2 separate regions of the Rattus norvegicus genome follow, and region 2 is linked to region 1. A link is a contact called in public Hi-C data. All regions are on one chromosome and are shown on one strand. The core of a region is the stretch at or near the end of the contact, and the rest is flanking DNA. Distances in the headings are between cores, read along the strand shown. Region 1 overlaps LOC134481608 (a long non-coding RNA gene). Region 2 has its middle 240 kb from the start of Rps6kc1.

Evidence for each region. Hi-C and Micro-C count contacts between places; a contact is called where the count stands out from the background.
Region 2: a Hi-C map of liver shows a contact between it and region 1, with 5 times the contacts expected there. The contact joins two enhancer-like sites. A contact is called at or near these places in 2 of 12 Hi-C or Micro-C datasets (kidney and liver).

What each region holds. Positions count from the first base shown.
Region 1 is chr13:104,541,023-104,545,646 of GRCr8, forward strand. The region is part of intron 1 of LOC134481608 (a long non-coding RNA gene); the gene reads right to left. Among named protein-coding and RNA genes, the nearest start is that of Prox1, 290 kb to the left of the region's middle. Within about 2 kb of position 2,954, at least 1 of the 93 cell types and tissues checked has an H3K27ac peak or open chromatin away from gene starts, as enhancers often do. A contact at or near this core is called in liver, where this site is marked.
Region 2 is chr13:104,777,966-104,782,663 of GRCr8, forward strand. No RefSeq gene overlaps it. Among named protein-coding and RNA genes, the nearest start is that of Rps6kc1, 240 kb to the right of the region's middle. Within about 2 kb of position 1,931, at least 5 of the 93 cell types and tissues checked have an H3K27ac peak or open chromatin away from gene starts, as enhancers often do. A contact at or near this core is called in liver, where this site is marked.

The DNA.
Region 1 (4,624 bases), core at 1,704-4,203:
GATGGGGCAGTGGGGTGTCAGAGACGGGGGACTAGGAAAACTGAAGCTGAGCTCAGAAGTCCTGGTGGCTTCTTGGTGAGAGGCCACAGCGCTTGTGCTCCAAGGACTGATTGCAGCCGCAGGAGATGGGTCCCTCGATACATTCTATCATTTAAAGAAAAAAAGATACTTTTTTCTTAGTGTAATCATTTTGGATTATTTGGGGGGTCCTATAGTTGAGTCCTTCATTTTGGTATATAAATCTCCAGACTTCATATAGAAATCAAGGGGTTTTAAAAAAAAGTTGAACTTATAATTTGTAATACTGTGTGTGTGTGTGTGTGTGTGTGTGTGCGCGCGCGCGCGCGCGTGCAGTGTGTGTGTGTGTGCAGTGTGTGTGTGTGCAGTGTGTGTGTGCAGTGTGTGTGTGAATTAGATAATATATATATATATATACATACACCTTCATTTATTCGACCCATCCATTATTGAACGTCTAGACAATTTCTCAGCTGAACACACAGACAGCATAGCTACAGAGCATAGCATCCTTGAAGCCGCATCCTCGCACAGCGTCCCAGCACACACAACGTTTTGCATCCCTGGGACTGAGTGCAAACATGGTTTAAGGCATCTGATACATGTTAGCGTTTACCCATCCAAGTGTACTGAATGAAGGGCTCTCCTCTCCGTTCTGTAGCCAATATATGTTTTATGCCGTTGCGGCATCTGAAGTCCCCAAGGGGCGTTTCTGTAAACGAGCGCCAACTTCCACGATCACCAAGCACACAAAAGCAGGAGGAGTAAGTCGAGGGGGACACGAAGTGAGGGAAACTAGCAAGCAGCCGGCTCCTGCAGCAGCGAGATGCTTATCGTCTCAGTAAGCTCCTGCAGTCAGAGTTACAGCCACTGTGTCTTCATAAAGGTGCGGAACAGCAGCCACTCACCTGGCCACCCTCAGAAGCAAAGCTTCCCTGTGCTGTGGAGAGAGGCACGGGAGTGGGTCCCTAGAGAGAAGGTCCCTCTCTCTGCATCTGTGATGCTCTGCATCTGATGCTGTGATCAGGTGAGACCCACGAGGGACAGCTGAGTGATTTCTTTCTCCAGAGTTTCCAGGGCTTGCCCCTATATTTATTGTTCAACCATGACATGAGCAAAGGAATGACGTTTGCTAGTCTCCCTTTCTTGGGGCAAGCTTTAGAAGTGGCAAAACCAAGGTTTCCGGGGAGGTGTGGTAATCGACTTATTTGAAAGTTCAACAACATGTCCGAAAGAAGAGGGGTGTGGGGAAATGCAGCTGAGGCCAGGGACCTGAAAGCAAGAATAAAGTTGGCCAACAGTCAGAGACTTCAGCCTCATCCACACGAACATTTCCTTCCAGACAGATGCAGTTTCAAACTTAAATACACAGTCGGGGAGGCGAGACCTCTGCTTTCAGGGTTGGAATGTGGAAGGAGCCCCACGGCTTTTGGGTAGTCTCTGACAGAAAGATGGCTCTGCAGTCTAGCTGCAGGACTCAGAGGCTGGGTGGATCTATGAACAGCAACTATGACCCAAGGTTGTAACAGAAGCAGGTTTCACCAATCCTCAACTATTGGTGCAGCAGCACCAATCCCCCCACCCTACTGTGCGCACCGGGAAAAGGAAGTTGCCGCTCTGCAGTTTGCCGTTTGGGAGCCTCATATTTTCAGCCATGACTCTTTTTCTACGGATCCAGGGTCAGGGGCCAGGGGTCAGGAGCCAGAGGTCAGGGGCCAAGGAGATGATTTGGTTGTTAAAGTGCTTTCCAACAAGCATGAAGACAAGCAAAATGGCATGCACCTGTAACCCCAGCACTGGGGACGCAGGGACAGCTGGATCCCCAGGGTCTAACACTGTTCAGCCCCCTGACACTGCACACAGTGGGTGAGCACCTGCTGATTCTGCACAGCGAGCGCCCAGCACATTAATACTTTCTCTTTACTTTCTTTCCCTTTTTGCCTTGATTTTGTTGTTGTTGTTGTTGTTGTTGTGTTTTGTTTTGTTTTAGATTGATTTATTTTATTGTACGTCTGAGTGCCTTATGTGAGCATGTGTACCATATGCATGCCCAATACCGTGTGTGGTATTGGATCTTTTGGAACTGGAATTAGAGACGAGGCAAGCTGCCATGTGGGTGCTGGGAACCAAGCGCTGGTCTTCTGCACAAGCAACCAGTGACCCTAAACAGTGAGTCCTCTCTCCAGCCCAATGCCACTGTTCCTTCTAAATGACCTTGTTCCTCTAAATGGAAATTTTGGAGCTGGAACCATATTGCACTGCCCTGTGCAGACCTTGGGGAAGGGACCACGTGAACTCATGACGCTCCCTCCCACTTCTGCACATGGAAGCTCACATTGTTTACATTCTCTAAGGATAATTGCAGTTAATTCAGAACCTCTCATCCCTCTTCCCTATCACTACAAATGAGTTAACTGCCTGAGCCCCCACCCTGCACATGGGTATCCATTTCAAAATGAACTCACTTCCTGAAGAGAAGACGGCTCCAGAGGCTCGCTGTAGCCACCTACATGTAGGAGCCCAAAGGTAACATTGAACCTGTGACCTCAGATAGCTCAGAGAACACCAAAGATCGCTGCAACTGTGATAGCTTGTTCTGAAGGCCAAGACTCACCCCCTGTGGAGGGCAGACAGCAGATTTCCCATGAGAAACTTTCCTGGTGTCTGGATTCCTCTGCAGCCTGACCTTAAAGAAGTGAGATAAAGGCTGGACGGGGGAGGCGTTATCAGGTGGGAACTTGGGGTGAAGGAGATAGCTTGTCTGAGGAGGATAAATTACTTCCCCATTCCTATCATGTGTCTTTAATACTTTACGGATCCAAAGGTGTTCCTTTTTGGCTGACTTTGGGAGCGATCTGCATTTACAGGAGCATAGGCATGCATCTCTATTTATAACTGGTGGAATAAATGTTAAATGACCTGCACTATTACAAATTGGAACTTGAACACTTACGTCAAAGATGAATTCAGAGCTTCTAAATAGAAAAATACTGAAAAGGACAAAGTCATTTGTTTGTATTTGAGTTCAAAGGTCACAGCAACTTTCTTTTTGGTCAGTGACGATGCAGCGTAGCATGTGGCTGTGCTTCTCTTCCCAAGAGAATATGCCTTGGAACCCAGAGTTACAGAAGACAGGGCAAGAAGAGATGGATAGCTTGGATCTCTGCCTTCTTCACTGGGAAGGTTTCTGGAGGATGGACTGTCAGACAGCAAGGGATGTCTGGTTCCTAACTTAGCCTACCAAACCACAGGGCTTAGTTTCAAAGAACATGAACGGCTACCCCAAGTTCACCCTAGCTCTGCCTTCCTCTCCATAAAAAGCCAGCCGAGGGGCTGGGAAGGTGGCTCAGTCAGTGACGTGCTTGTAGCACAAGCATGAGGAGTGGGTTTGGATTCCCAGCATCCCTAAGAAAAGCCAAGTGTGGTGGCAGGCACCTGTATCCCTCGCACTGGGGAAGCAGAGACAGGCAGATCCCTGAGCATTGCTGGCCAGCCCGTCCTGCCGGATTAACAAGCACCGGGTTTGGTGGTCCGGTGAGAGGCCCTGCCAAAGAATAAGACTGAGAGAAATAGAGGAAGATATCCGATATCAATCTCTGACTACCATACCTACATCCACACATATGCACATACCCATACACACATATGCATACACACATCCTCACATATGCACATATGCATACACATGCATACACACATCCGCACATATGCACATACCCATACACACACATACACACATATGCATACACACATCCGCACATATGCACATACCCATACACACACATACACACATAGGCATACACACGCCCGCACATATGCACATACCCATACACACACATACACACATAGGCATACACACATCCGCACATATGCACATATGCATACACACGCACACACACATAGGCATACACACATCCGCACATATGCACATATGCATACACACGCGCACACACATATGCATACACACATCCGCACATATGCACATATGCATACACACGCGCACACACATATGCATACACACATCCGCACATATGCACATATGCATACACACGCGCACACACACATATGCATACACACATCTGCACATATGCACATATGCATACACACGCACACACACATACACACATGCACACATACACACATATGCACATACAAACACACACATCACATGCATCTCTCTCTTTCTCACACACACATACACACCATACCACGTACACACATCACACAAACACACATCACACCATACCACGTACACACATCACACCATACCACACCATACACATATCACATATACACACCACACAAATACACACATGCACATCACAACACAGCATACCACACACATACCAAACCATACCATACACACATCACACATACTCACACCATCCCATATACACACATCAAACCACACAGTTATCACACACCCATACACACACACCATGCACAATACACATCCACACACACTACACACATATCACACATACCACACACACAATACACAACGTGCACACCATATATATATACATATATATACACATATATACATATATACCACATACATGACACATACCCTATACCTCATATTCACCATACATATAGCACACAC
Region 2 (4,698 bases), core at 681-3,180, 240 kb after region 1:
CTGAAGGCCAACTGCAGGACCTCCCACCTCCAACCCTGCTCTGGCGAGGTAGGAGGGACAGGTTTCATTAGACCACCTAGGCCAAGCCTGCCAAATTCTCCCAAAACCCTTTCAAAGAAAAGAGGGGACAGAAAGAGGAGACAGAGAAAAGACAGAGTGAAGGGAAGTGGAACCTGCATGCCCCCCACCCAAAAAAAGAAAAGAAAAACAAAAAACAAACCTCTACTTTCCTGAGCCACGTGAATTATTTAGCAGACAGCTGAAAGGACTAAACTCGACAGAAGAATACAAACCCCAGCTTGCAATACAGACACCTTCCCCAAAGCCCGTGACAATGAAATGTGTTTTATGCCCCAGATCAGCATGCCAGGGAAGGAACTTCGGAGATAGATGCCCACTGGGATCATTAGCCTTTTATCTCTCAACCCTTGCCACCAGCATCAGATCCCTGAGCCTGGGCGGCCCAGGGGGAGTCGAGCTGAGAAGTGTCTATATTGTAAAGTGTTGGTTAAACAACCCCACCGCATTCTTATTTGCTGGAGGTTTTAGGGAGCAGATGTAGGACTGGCAGGGCTCAGAGCTGGCGATATCGTTCTAGCTCACTCAGAGCCAACACGCACAGACCCACAAAAAAGAAAGCTGCATTCGGTGCGTGTGCCTGGGCATGCGCCTCGCCTCTGCGCCGTTCTCCGGTCCAAGGTTCCTCGGAGTCCGAGTTGACCAACGCAAAACCAGCTTGGGGGCCGGCCAAGAGAAATATGAGTTCTCCCAGAATCTGCGTGTGGGTGTCTCTCCGCGAGAGGGCTCGATGCGAGTCTCCCCGCCTGCGGGCACAGGGGCTGGGCAGGCGACTCGCCCACTGCAGGCTGGTGCAGTGGTTGCTGGAGAAAGGGCGGATGAATGCAGAAGCGACTATAAAGGCCAGCGGCGGCGAGGCGATGCTGCAGCTGTCAGGCAATAACTTAGATAGTTACAGCTGCCATCACCTAGCTCGCGCGAGCTTTTTAATATCTTTTGGCAGCTCGCGGTGTCACAGCACAAAGGGAGAGTTGGCACTTCCTAGCACACTTTGTTTGACATAACTGTAGGCAGGACCCAGCTGATACCTTCAGTGCCGGGTATGGGTTTGCTCTTAAGGTGCATTTGATCGGATCAAATGCCAGGATTCCCCCTACCTCTCTCCCTCCTCTCACCACTGCCCTGCTTCTGCGCAGGGCACATGACACCCCTAAATCACACGTTGGGCACTGGATCAGATGGATGGGAGGACTCGGCGGGTGCTCGGCATAAGGCTGGCTCTGTAAGCATCCAGCAAAGGAGAAGGGAATCGGGGAGCACAGCAAGACTCGGAAAGGAGGGGTGGAAAATGGTGGTGGAACTTCCCCTAGCCTTGGGGAGAGACGGTCCTGCTTCGCCCCTTCATCCAGAGAATATGCCGTCAATCATTGCACGGCCATCTTGCTTCCTGCTCGGCACCCTAATCCGATATTGCTGGGCCACACGCCTCCTCCCCAGTCACATGGGAACCTGGCCTGTTTCAAGCAGCTCCTTCCCTGCATATCACGATTCTTCTGAGGACCAACAACTAAGAAGACCGATTGAAGCAGCTGTTCCCACCACAGTGACAGCTCCACCTGTCTGGGCATCCTGGTTAGTGAGAACTATCTTTCCCCCCGGGTGGGAGTTTAGTAGCAAAAGAAGAGTTCTGGTTGCGGCCTCAGTGCCCATTCATTCTGGTTCTGACCAATAGGTATGTGTTTGTGCTCCTCTCTAGGAAGTGGCTCTGGATGTGGGGGAACACCAGGAAGACACAGAAAGGAAAGTGTGTGAGGTTCGTCAAAGCAAGTTCGCTATCAGCTTTCCAACCACTGTGGCAGAACCTGGTTAGAAAAAGAGGTGATTCATGCTCACACAGTAGAGGGATCCAGGTCGTGACAGGTTGGCCTGTTTGTTTTGGGCTTGGCAGGGCCGGCAGCCTATCATGGCTGGTGCACATGGACCTCATACCATCATCAGCCAAGAACCAGAGGAGGAAAAGAGGAGACCTGAGATTCCCTTTTAAGCATACTTCCTGCTGGTCTAACACACACACACACACACACACACACACACACACACACACACAACCTAAACCCCATCTATCCATCTATTAAAGACTCCACCACCAAAGCACCTCCCTGGGTCCCAAGCCTCCTGCTTATGGACCTGGGGACAGCTGAGACCCAAACTATAGCAGATTCTGACTGTGTTCATTGCTAGGACCACTGTGCAAACCAAACTGCTACAACAGAAGATGCTCTCACCTCAGCCTGGTGTCTAGATGAAGGCAACAGCAGATCTGAGTCTTCCTAAGGACTGGAAGGGAGCGCCTGGCCCTGCCTCTCCCTTGGCTTTCAGTGGATTTTGCACAAGCTTTGGTGTTCCTTGGTGTGTAGATACATCTCTCCAGCCTCTGCTTTCATCTTTATGTAGTGTTCCACATACATTCATCATGTGCTTATGTATGTGTGCATGTGCATATGTGTGCAAGCTTATGTGTTTATGTATGTGTGCAAGCATATCAGATGTGTATATATGTATGCGTATGTGTATATGTATGCATGTGTGCATATATGTATATGTGTGTGCATATGTGTGCATACTTATGTAGAAATGTCTCTGTGTACATGTATGTGTGCAAGCATATTCAGATGTGTATGTGTATGCAAATATGTGTATATACATATATATGTATACAAATGTATGTATATATATGTATGCATGCACATATGTGTGCATACTTATATAGAAGTATATCTGTGTATATGTATGTGTGCAAGCATATTCAGATGTATATAAATGTGTATGTGAATATGTGTATATACATACATATGTATATGTATGCATGTGTATTATATATGTATATGTGCACATGTGTATATGTATGCATACATATATAGAAGTGTGTCTGTGTATATGAATGTGTACAAGCATATTGGATGTATATATATTGTGTGAATATGTATATATACATATATGTATATGTGTGCATGTGTATTGTATATGTATATGTGTGTATGTGCATATTTGTGCATACATATGTAGAAGTGTATCTGTGTAGATGAATGTGTGCAGGTGTAACATGTGCATGCATGTGTGTATATTTGTAGGCATATGGGGAGGAGGGGTTTGGGGGTTGTTTGGCTTTCTTTTGATATCACCTCACTGTTTGAGGTGATACTGGTTCATGTGGCAGTGAAGGCATGGCATTGGGAGGCTCCAGGCTGGTGCAAGCATACAATGGAGACTCATCTCCCCACATGCTGGCAGACCAGGAAGTGGGACCAGCTACAAGCAAAGATATGTCCCTAGTGACCTGATCCTCCAATGAGGCTCCCTCTGAGAACAATGACACCATCTGGGAACCAAACCACGACAGGGCACAGCCCACTCCACTCTGACCACAATGCCTCTGTACAGGGTTAGAGCTCCATCATCCAGTGCAGCTGGATTGTAACAGGCACCACACAGCTACATTTGGTGTCATTTCTAACCCTTCGACAGTGCTGCAAGGGAAGTATGTCATCTACACATTACATACAATGAAAACAAGACCCAGAAAGAACACAGAACTTGCTAAGGCCACCTGTTACAGCCACTCCTTGGTGAGGGTGGTGGGGGCTGGCAGATGCCATATTCCTCCCCAGGACCCTGGATGGGAATGAGTACCTTCCTTGGCCTGGATCGCTGCAGGTGGCATGTGGTATGGAGCCCTGGTGGCCTAGGGGGCGGGGGTGTGGGGTGAAAACAGAGCCCACCTTGCTTGGTAAGAGTCTCTACCTGGCCCAAGCTCTAACAGACAGAACACAATGTGTGTTACTATCGCAGTTGTCTGGTCTCCAGCGTTATCAGTTACTAAATAATGAAACAGCAACCAACGAAGCCTGCTACATATCTGGACTCCATAAATGCCAGCTTTCCCTTCCTGCCTCAAGGCTCTGAAACAGCCCTTCCTACTGCCGCTGTTTACTTTCTGCTCATGGGGACAAGCTCACTGGCTGCTGTCAGTCAGTACAAGCAAAATACCAGTAAGATCCAGCAGGCAGCAGCTAGGTAGCACCCATCACCAAAAGACACCTTTGCTGGTCACCGAGTTTGCACATGCGTGGCACCGTTACCAAGTCATATGACTGAGCCCAGCAAATCTCCCAGCATTCTGAGTACAGGCACCGCCACCCTCCCCACTCTACAGATAAGGCAACTGAGGGGTAAATGTTGGTTACTCTGGAGCTGCGCTCTGGTTTTTCCCTCTGGGGTTTTACCTAATCAAAGGGTGATCTGAGTTAGCCAGTTGTCGGGGGTCATGTTTGTCCCGTAGAAACTTGGGTTTTATCAGCTTGAAACAGCACTCCTGTGTCCACCCAGATGGCAATGACTCCATTCACCAAGGGTGGCCAGAGAGGCCTTCAGAGCTGCCCTGAGAAGAGGCTGTCATCCTTCCAGAGATACAAGGAGCTGAGCAGATAGCTGAGCCAGCAAAGTGTCCTCCAGCCAAGCATAAGGATCTGAGTCCAATCCCCAGCACTCGCTAAAAATCCAATATGGCGGCAGACACTTGTAATCTCCGGGACGAGGGCGGGAATATGCAGAATCCTAGGGCTCCTGGGCCAGCCAGCTTCGTCTCTTCACGAGCTCCAGATGAACCAGAGACTCTGCTTC